3 separate regions of the Mus musculus genome follow, and regions 1 and 3 are each linked to region 2. The links are chromatin contacts, called in public Hi-C maps. All regions are on one chromosome and are shown on one strand. The core of a region is the stretch at or near the end of the contact, and the rest is flanking DNA. Distances in the headings are between cores, read along the strand shown.

The links. A called contact is a pair of places that touch in the nucleus more often than the background predicts.
Region 1: a Hi-C map of the NIH/3T3 cell line shows a contact between it and region 2, with 3 times the contacts expected there. The contact joins the enhancer-like site here to the promoter of Dnajc5b in region 2. A contact is called at or near these places in 2 of 15 datasets of contacts at CTCF or cohesin (CD8 T cells and pro-B cells), 8 of 484 Hi-C or Micro-C datasets (the NIH/3T3 cell line, the Patski cell line, Th2 cells and 4 more), 2 of 115 datasets of contacts at active chromatin or transcription factors (CD8 T cells and embryonic stem cells) and 2 of 9 other capture datasets (adipose tissue and pancreatic islet).
Region 3: a contact with region 2 is called in a Hi-C map of the C2C12 cell line, with 2.1 times the contacts expected there. The contact joins the enhancer-like site here to the promoter of Dnajc5b in region 2. A contact is called at or near these places in 1 of 39 promoter capture datasets (the C10 cell line), 3 of 15 datasets of contacts at CTCF or cohesin (CD8 T cells and the NIH/3T3 cell line), 10 of 484 Hi-C or Micro-C datasets (the C2C12 cell line, CD4 T cells, the Patski cell line and 7 more), 3 of 115 datasets of contacts at active chromatin or transcription factors (CD8 T cells, embryonic stem cells and fibro-adipogenic progenitors) and 3 of 9 other capture datasets (adipose tissue, macrophages and pancreatic islet).

What each region holds. Positions count from the first base shown.
Region 1 is chr3:19,428,212-19,430,944 of GRCm38.p6, forward strand. No RefSeq gene overlaps it. Among named protein-coding and RNA genes, the nearest start is that of Gm42188, 55 kb to the left of the region's middle. Within about 2 kb of position 1,385, at least 135 of the 459 cell types and tissues checked have an H3K27ac peak or open chromatin away from gene starts, as enhancers often do. A contact at or near this core is called in CD8 T cells, the NIH/3T3 cell line, Th2 cells and 5 more, where this site is marked.
Region 2 is chr3:19,507,112-19,510,045 of GRCm38.p6, forward strand. It overlaps Dnajc5b (DnaJ heat shock protein family (Hsp40) member C5 beta), which reads left to right and starts at 1,484. Exons shown (of 5, transcript NM_025489.3): 1 at 1,484-1,595.
Region 3 is chr3:19,404,714-19,407,777 of GRCm38.p6, forward strand. No RefSeq gene overlaps it. Among named protein-coding and RNA genes, the nearest start is that of Gm42188, 32 kb to the left of the region's middle. Within about 2 kb of position 1,753, at least 99 of the 459 cell types and tissues checked have an H3K27ac peak or open chromatin away from gene starts, as enhancers often do. A contact at or near this core is called in the C2C12 cell line, cortical neurons and muscle stem cells, where this site is marked.

The sequences.
Region 1 (2,733 bases), core at 135-2,634, 79 kb before region 2:
CCGGGGAATTTCTAGACCTGTGTTATGGCTCATTCAGAAGCTACACTCCCAGTCTACAGTTCAGAAACTTCTTAGGCAACTGGATGGTATTCTGGTAGACTAAACAATAAAATGGATATTGACACTTGGAAAATAAGTTGTCCTTATATATGTAAGCCTCTGACTCAGGTATGGGAAGAAAAACATAAAAGAGCAATGATTAAACAAAATTACAAAACAACAAACCCAAGAAGGTGATGAAGGTAGAAACAATGTTACATTCCCCAAAGGATTCTTATGTGAAGAATCCCTAAGGTGTATCACAGAAATGAAAGAAAAATTAGATGTAAATCTATGTAACAAATGAAGCCACTGCAGTCAGAGAACTTTAGCAGAAGTTTGGAATCCTAAGGCCTTTGTTATGTCTAAGAGTGCAGAGAGTGGATTTCTGAAGCCATTTGCAGGGTGTGGCTGAGTGTAGCCCTCCTGGGCAAGAATGCAATGTTTTCTCACTCACCTGGAGACTGATTCCAATAGATTTCTTTTCTTTCTTTAAGTTTTTAAAAATTTATTTATTTAACTTATGTGTATGAGTACACTGTCACTCTTCAGACACACCAGAAGGGGGCATCAGATCCCATTACAGATAATTGTGAGCCACCATGTGGTTGCTGGGACTTGAACTCAGGACCTCTGGAAGAGCAGTTAGTGCTCTTAACTGCTGAGCCATCTCTCCAGCTCCAATGGATTTCTTATTAGAGTCTGTGTGAAACGTGAAATACAGAGGAAGCAAGTAACACTCAGGTTTTTGGCCCACGAAGCTGATCCATGGTTTTAGAATTGAATGAGTCTGGGAGGGGAAAAGATGGCCAGAGGCCCTTCTCTCCAGCTCTTCACCTCCAGCCTTCACCTTATTTCCTGGTCCTTCTTTAAAGCCTCATGTGAAAAAAACAAATACACTCCCCTGCTTCTCTTTTACATAGCAGCCTAGAGGCCCTCAGCTGATGAGTCAGGTCTGTCTCATGCCTGTTAGAAAGCTGGGCTCCAGCCTGCTGTGCTGGTGCATGCCTTTACTTCCAGAGCTTGGGAGGCAGGCCTAGCTGTATCTCTCTGCATTTGAGGCCAGCCTGGTCTACATAGTGAATTCCAGGAGATCCAGAGCTACATATTGAGGCTCTGGCTCAAAACCAAAACTCAAAGGAAGCTGGGTTCCCACACATCTTCTTTCTGATGATCTTTCTTTGTTTTCCCCACATAAGGTTAAGAAACTATCTGTAAGATAAACTGAAGGAATAAACTTCAAACATTGCCCCCAAACAAGTACCGACAAACAGCAATCGGGTGAACACTCAGAAAGACTAGCCTTCTGGCCAGGTTTTGGGATTAATGGGCTTTGTGATGAGTCACACTTTAAGTCTGCTTTGCTAAATCTTGCCCCTTGGCATGTGGCACTGTTGATGTAAGGCAGAGACAAGAGAACTACCTGTTTCTATGTCAACTACAGTGACTTCTAGACAAGAGAGTGCTCTATTGAAAATGGGTTGTGAGGTCAGTATGCAGCTCCAGACATCAGGTGTGTGGTGCAAGAGACTCAAAGATGGTACTTGCTTTTCCTTAAGTGGTTGGAGTTTTCTCTTAGAGCTCTGGGAATACTTCCTGGTCCTGGCAAACTCTTACTCATAGCCTCTCCCCGACCACAAGTCATCCAGGAGGCAGCTCCTGTTGCAGAGAGAAGTGAACAGGAAATGTCTTCATCAGGGTTGTAGGTCACCCACATGACTGAGGTTTCTGTGCAGCGCTGTGCATCTTGTGTATCTCTGCTTACGGCTCATAGACCCTGCCTCTTTCCTTCTAGTGCAGCGTGAGGCCCTTTTCCCAGCCCCTTTCTACAATCTCTGTTATTTTTGCTTTTTATCAGCCTGTGTCTTTCCCTAGTAGGACACTGTTCCATTGCTTGAAAAGTGGTCTGATTCACAGCCTCTATGCTTGTGTGGTTCGAGCATCCAAACTTCTGGCTCCCTATGAGATAGCAGACCCCTAGTCCAGCACAAACCCACAGGACTCTTTGTATACTCTTTACTCTTCCTGTCCTGGGTTGCTGCCTGTCTGTATTCTGAGCCACACTCCCACAGCTCCTCTGTGGACATGTGATGTGTTTATGCAAAAACTACTTCTTGTGGTGTGCTTGCTTTGCATGCTCAGTTGATGTGGTTATACCTCGTCATATGTTTTTATATATTTTGTGACATTTCTTTTGGGTGTCCTGGGTATGTAATGGTTCAGTAATACTTCCGCTCTCTAAAATGTTTGCTATAATCATGGGACTTGTTTTGCACAAGAAAACGTGAACAGAAGTGACATTGTTACCACTGGGTGGAGGCTTGAAGAACTGTTGTGTGTGTTAGCATATTCTCTTTTTCCTTCCAAGGCTAGTACCATCAATCAGAAATCCAATAGAAATCATGTATGAAATTAAAACACTTCAGTAGTTACATTTCAAAAGAAAAAGTCAAAATTAATTTTAACAATATAGTTTATTCAGTCTGACTAAGTAAATAAATCATTCAACAGATAATAAGTTACATTTTACCCTTTCATGTTAAATGTAAGATTTAATGTATATTTCACAATTATTTCTCTAGCCAGATGAGCCACATTTCAGCCTCAATAGGTGTGTATGGATAATGACTATAGTTATCTTTGGTATCCATTGATAGTCAATTCCAGGAAGGCCAGCTGATAAAATCTGCAGAT
Region 2 (2,934 bases), core at 234-2,733:
TCCAGAAGGGTTAGAGCACAACACAGAGGGCCTCTGGGCTCTAGTTAGCTCAGACACTTCACCATCCAGGCTATCAATGCTATTATGTGTAAAGCAGGTGAGATGGATGGTCTTTGTCTTAGTGAGGATTTTACTGCTGTGAACAGATACCATGATCAAGGTGTCTTTTATAAAGGACAACATTCAATTGGGGCTGGCTTACAGGTTCTGAGGTTCAGTCCAATATTATCATGGCAGGAAGCATGGCAGTGTCCAGGCAGGCATGGTGCTGGAGGAGCTGAGAGTTCTACATCTTGTTCAGAAAGGTAAACAGACCCCTCAACAGAGGAATGGATACAAAAAATGTGGTACATTTACACAATGGAGTGCTACTCAGCTATTAAAAAGAATGAATTTGTGAAATTCCTAGGCAAATGGATGGACCTGGAGGGCATCATCCTGAGTGAGGTAACCCAATCACAAAAGAACTCAAATGATATGTACTCACTGATAAGTGGATATTAGCCCAGAAACTTAGAATACCCAAGATATAAGTTACAATTTCCAAAACACATGAAACTCAAGAAGAACAAAGACCAAAGTGTGGACACTTTGCCCCTTCTTAGAATTGGGAACAGAACACCCATGGAAGGAGTTACAGAGACAAAGTTTGGAGTTGAGACAAAAGGATGGACCATCTAGAGACTGCCATATCCAGGGATCCACCCCATAATCAGCCTCCAAATGCTGACACCATTGCATACACTAGCAAGATTTTGCTGAAAGGACCCTGATATAGCTCTCTTGTGAGACTATGCCGGGGCCTAGCAAACACAGAAGTGGATGCTCACAGTCAGCTATTGGATGGATCACAGAGCCCCCATGGAGGAGCTAGAGAAAGTACCCAAGGAGCTAAAGGGATCTGCAACCCTATAGGTGGAACAACATAATGAACTAACCAGTACCCCGGAGCTCTTGACTCTAGCTGCATATGTATCAAAAGATAGCCTAGTAGGCCAACATTGGAAAGAGAGGCCCATTGGACTTGCAAACTTTATATGCCCCAGTACAGGGGAATGCCAGGGCCAAAAAGTGGGTGTGGGTGGGTAGAGGAGTGGGGGGGGGAGGGTATGGGGGACTTTTGGGATAGCATTGGAAATGTAAATGAGGAAAATACCTAATAAAAATTTTTTTAAAAAAAGATAAACAGAATACTGGCATCCCCAGGCAACTAGTAGGAAGCTCTCTCAAAGCCTACCCCCATAGTGACACACTTTCTTCAACAAGTCCACACCTCCTAATGGTGCCACTCCCTGGTCCAAGCATATTCCAACCACCACAGTCTTCAATGTTTCTTTCCGGAGATTTCAAAAGGTCCTGAGTGCTAAAGTAAATGAAAATTGAGAGACTGTTAGTGATGTGGGTGGGAAGATCTCAGCTGGGTAGTGGGGGTAGGGAAAATTCTAGTCTATGACATCACAATACCCAGCATAGACTAGAGCTTAGCATCTGAGAAGGAAAAGCAACGGAGGCTCAGTTATTGACAGAGCAGGGGAAGAACACTCGTGGAAGGACCCAGAAGGATCAGCCAGCCATGCCTCCAGTTCAGGTACAAGGTACATGACTTTTGCTAAGCTAATCACAGGACTCAATAGTGTCTAAAGGAAAAGAAGACACTTACACGGGTACCTATTTTTTTTAAGGGATGGTAGGAATCCAGAGGGGCTTCCAGCAGAAGTAAAGCTGGTATATCCAGGAGGCTATGAAGCCACAAAACACAGGCATTTATAAAGTTCTCAGATAACCACTGGCCCCTCCTCAACTTCTGGGAAAGTGCAAAAAGCACTGGTGTCTCCAGTGGTCAGTTCGTGGTTATTTTCTAAAGGGACTCACTCATTCTATGATATTCTTCTACACAGGAGTTTTGGTTTTTAGTGACTTCTCCCAGGATGACAGAGAAGAGTGAATATTTTAAATATTTAAGTGAAAGAATAATTTTAATAGAGATGGTTTTAAAAATACAACAAAAATTAATATAAGGAGGAGAAAGGTGTATTATGGGTTAACAATAGAGATTAACTTCAAAGTCTAGTTTTGAAATTCCAAGACTTCAGAGGCAAAAGGCCACCCCTAGGGACAGTGGAAGAGAGAGAGGCCTTGTGGTTGAGAAGTCAAGTTGCACAGTTCATCTGCTTTTACCCCTACTCCACTCCTCCCATGTCTAGGGACTCAGCAGTGAATCGTTGCTGGACGTGTGAACAGTTCTGTTTTCTTTACTTTGCTTTGGGGTTTTGGCTTCTAAAGTATTTGTTTCTTCCTGGAGGCCTAGAAAGACTCCAAGTGACAGCAAATAGCCGTTCTGTTTAGCAGCAGGCGGAGCTTAGGATTGGTGCCAGGCCCTGACTCATCTCTGTTTGGACTCCCTTGGGTCTTAACACAGAGCAACTCCACAGTCAGAGGCTAGGACTACTCAAACAGGCTTTTCTGATCATGGTCTGCAAGAGCCGTGTTAGGACACTGTGGAAGGAGCAGCCTGGGGCTCTGATTCGGATCAGTAACCTACAGGACACACCAGGCACAGTAGACAAGAAAGGGGATCAAATCCACCTGGGATACAGTTTTCACTCAGCTTCCAACAATCATGCATGTGTATCACAGCAGTAAGACCAGGGCCCCGACACTCTACGAAAGCAGCAGTAACCCATAGCATGTGAGACATTTGTTTGTTTGTTTGTTTTGTTTTGTTTTTTCGAGACAGGGTTTCTCTGTGTAGCCCTGGCTGTCCTGGAACTCACTTTGTAGACCAGGCTGGCCTCGAACTCAGAAATCCGCCTGCCTCTGCTGAGGGACCCAGAGCAAAGCAGAAGTGCCTGCTCACTGTATAGCACACATTCAACTTTCATCTGGAAGGTTGCTATGATTTTTCACAATTGAGTTATGGTCCAATTTCTTAAG
Region 3 (3,064 bases), core at 503-3,002, 100 kb before region 2:
TGTCTTTCCAGAATGGCCTTGAACCTGCTATTATTCTAGCCTGGCACCAAATTAAATTTTTTGTGTCTAGGTGCTGGGACTACAGGTGTGAGCTGTCATGGGCCTGGCTGTTATGTCTCTTACCTTTTAAAATGATGGTGATTGCCAATTCTGAGTATTTACTGAATCAAACCATTTTTTCTCAAAGTGATAGATCCTCAATTTAATGAAATGTATTAATATATATGTATATTTGCATGTATACTTATTTATTTATCTCATGTTTTCCTGATTTAATTGTGTTTAGAGACCTGGACAGGAAACCTGAACAACGTTGGTTTAGATATTCAAGGTCTGTTGTTGTCTTAGGATTCTTTATTTGTTTTAGCTTTCACATTATACCTTAAGTCACACAGCTCAAGGTCCTCATGTCATCAGTAGCACAGTTTCTAAGTTCTTAACTCTAATCTGTCTGCAAGTATTGAGAGGTTCCGGAGAGTACTAAGCAGGTAATGTAAGTAGCATTTGCCAGCAGAACAGCTTTTACACTGTGCTTACAGACGTCTGAGGAAGAGCAGGAGGCTTAGTGAGCAGAGGATGATATTAAGAGGGTATGAGTGCACGCTCTGAGAAAGGTCTCAGTACAATGAAGACTCAGTCATGCAATCATAAGATTAGTTCAGCTCACCAGAGGGAGGAGGAAGGAGTCAGGGGGCAAACTTGCAGGGAAAAAAGCAAAACCAAGGGGCAACTAGTATAAAACTGAATCCACCAGTGACATGTAGATGTAGACTCTCTCTGGCTTGCTGCTTCCTTTTGTAAGCACGTGTCTCCAGGGCCTTCATCTATTGAACATCTGACTGATACAGATTGTCTCATGATCACAAGTCATAGGCAGCACAGGCCAGTCAACTTGCCTGCATGTTTAACTCCACTTTTGTTCAGGAAACCAGTACCTCAATAATATGGAATTTTCCAATTAAATTTAAATATAATAAATTCAACCAGCCCACCAGTACTTCCTCTGGGTAAGATAGAGGAGATAGCTGTCATATTTGTTTGTTAAAGTGTAACTCCTAGGAGGATCGGATGCATTAATCTTGTGATTTTTGCTACATTATTATGTTAGAGTTCCTAGTTTTAAAGTTTTAAGATAGCTTAAGAGCTCTCTCTACATATGTATATGTTTATAAATAAATATCTATGAATGTATTCAACTCATAACTGTGTCTGTCTCTTGCTACATATCCAATTAGTCAGTTACCAGGTCATTTTCCTTATACCATACCATGAAAACATTTCGATCCTAAAATAAAATGTTAAATACATGAAATTTGCAAATCTATTTAAAAGATTGGAATAAATGACTTAATAACGTGGAGGAACTAATTGTTTGTAAGTAAGAATGATTATTTGATTATTGTAAAGCATTTTACCTGTTTAGTGTGAATTAGCCAAATGTTAGTAAAAGAATAACTAGTCATTCATACTTCATTAGAACCTTAAGGAGAAGAGCATTGTTTGTTAATTGCACATAAAATGTGAGGATGCTAGGTTTAAAATCTCCAACATTAAGTAAATATTAATTTAAAACCAAAGTAGCTGTAAATTGTTCTTTCTCGGCAAACCCCTTGGGCTTGAAAAGGCAGCACATTAACACGTTCCCATTCTGGATGAATAGAGGCTTTGTGCAGTCATTCACCATTTACGCAGCCTGTAGCACTTGTCTAGACAAGGACAATGAGCCACTTAGTGCCAAATATGAAGGGAGCAGCAGGTTCCAAGAACTCGTGGTGTGTTGTGGTTAGTGGAAGCCGTCTTCCACTAAGGCCCCCACTACTCCATCCCTTGCATAACATTCTTATTTAAAACCACGTTTTTGTAACTAAAAAGTGAAATATGCCGTTGGAATAGGGCAGACAGAGGGTGTTCTGTCTAACAGCTTTGGTTATCTGACAATAAAGCCAAAAAGCATTGCTCACAGGATTCCTGCCTGCTTAGCAGCTTGGGCATGCGCTTTAGTGAGCAGCTTTTAGGCTCTCCTGAGAAGGGAGAGTCACGTTTTTCTGTAGGGCTTTGTTGATAGCAGTTGGTTCGTCGTGGCTGTGCTGAAGCTACAGGGTTGAACATTTACCTGAATTCCTGTCGTAGTCCTTGTCCACAGAAGGCATCCCTCTTTTCATGTGTCTGTGGCAATAATGTGCCATTTTTTACAGGTGTCTGTGTGTGTGGCAGGGGTAGGTGTCGGAGGAGCTGCTTTCCATGGGATGCCAATAGGGAGGTAGGTAGTTAGTGGGTGGATTTTGTGATGTAAGATTGTCAGGGGATACGTTTCTTGAGGCAGTTCCCAGCAGCTCCCTCTTTGATAATGCTCTGTTAATTCCATAGTGAAGTCGATTTCCAGTGGCTGAGAACCCACTGGTGTGCCCTTTCCTTTAACCATCTCTATTGGGATGCAAGTTTCCTGAATTAATTTAGGTACTCCTTGGTTGGTCAATGGATCTTAGCTTTGTCTGTAATATTATTTTAATTTTATGTGTATGGCTCTCTTGCCGTATGTACTATATGTGTGCCTGGTGGTTGTAGAGGGCAAAAGAGGGAGTTAGATCTCCTGTACCTGTAGTTAGAGAGAGTTGTGGGCCACTATGTGGGTGAGGGGACGCAAACCTGGGTCCCTTGGAAGAGTAGCAAGTGGATTTAACTCAGGGATACATCTCTCCAGTGTTATTTTTTTTTTAGTTGGTTATATTTATTATGGATTTTGTGATGCTAGAGAAGAATCCAGATCCTCCAACATGCCACACAAACTATCTCTGAGCTACGTCCTAGCCTCTCAATTGACTTGATTATGATTTACTATTACATGCCATTTTCAAAAGTAGCCTCAAGTCCAAACCCCAGTGACAGAGAGTGACAGTCCCTGGAAGACTACAGAACATACAACAAAAGGGTCACTGGGCCTTTTAGTTCCCAGGGGTGACTTTAAATCTGAGTGCTTGGACTGTCAATCCTGGAGTTACTTGCCAGACAGTCCTCTTAAAAGTTAATCCTTACTGGTCAGTACATGCTGGGTCTCTGAGCAGCT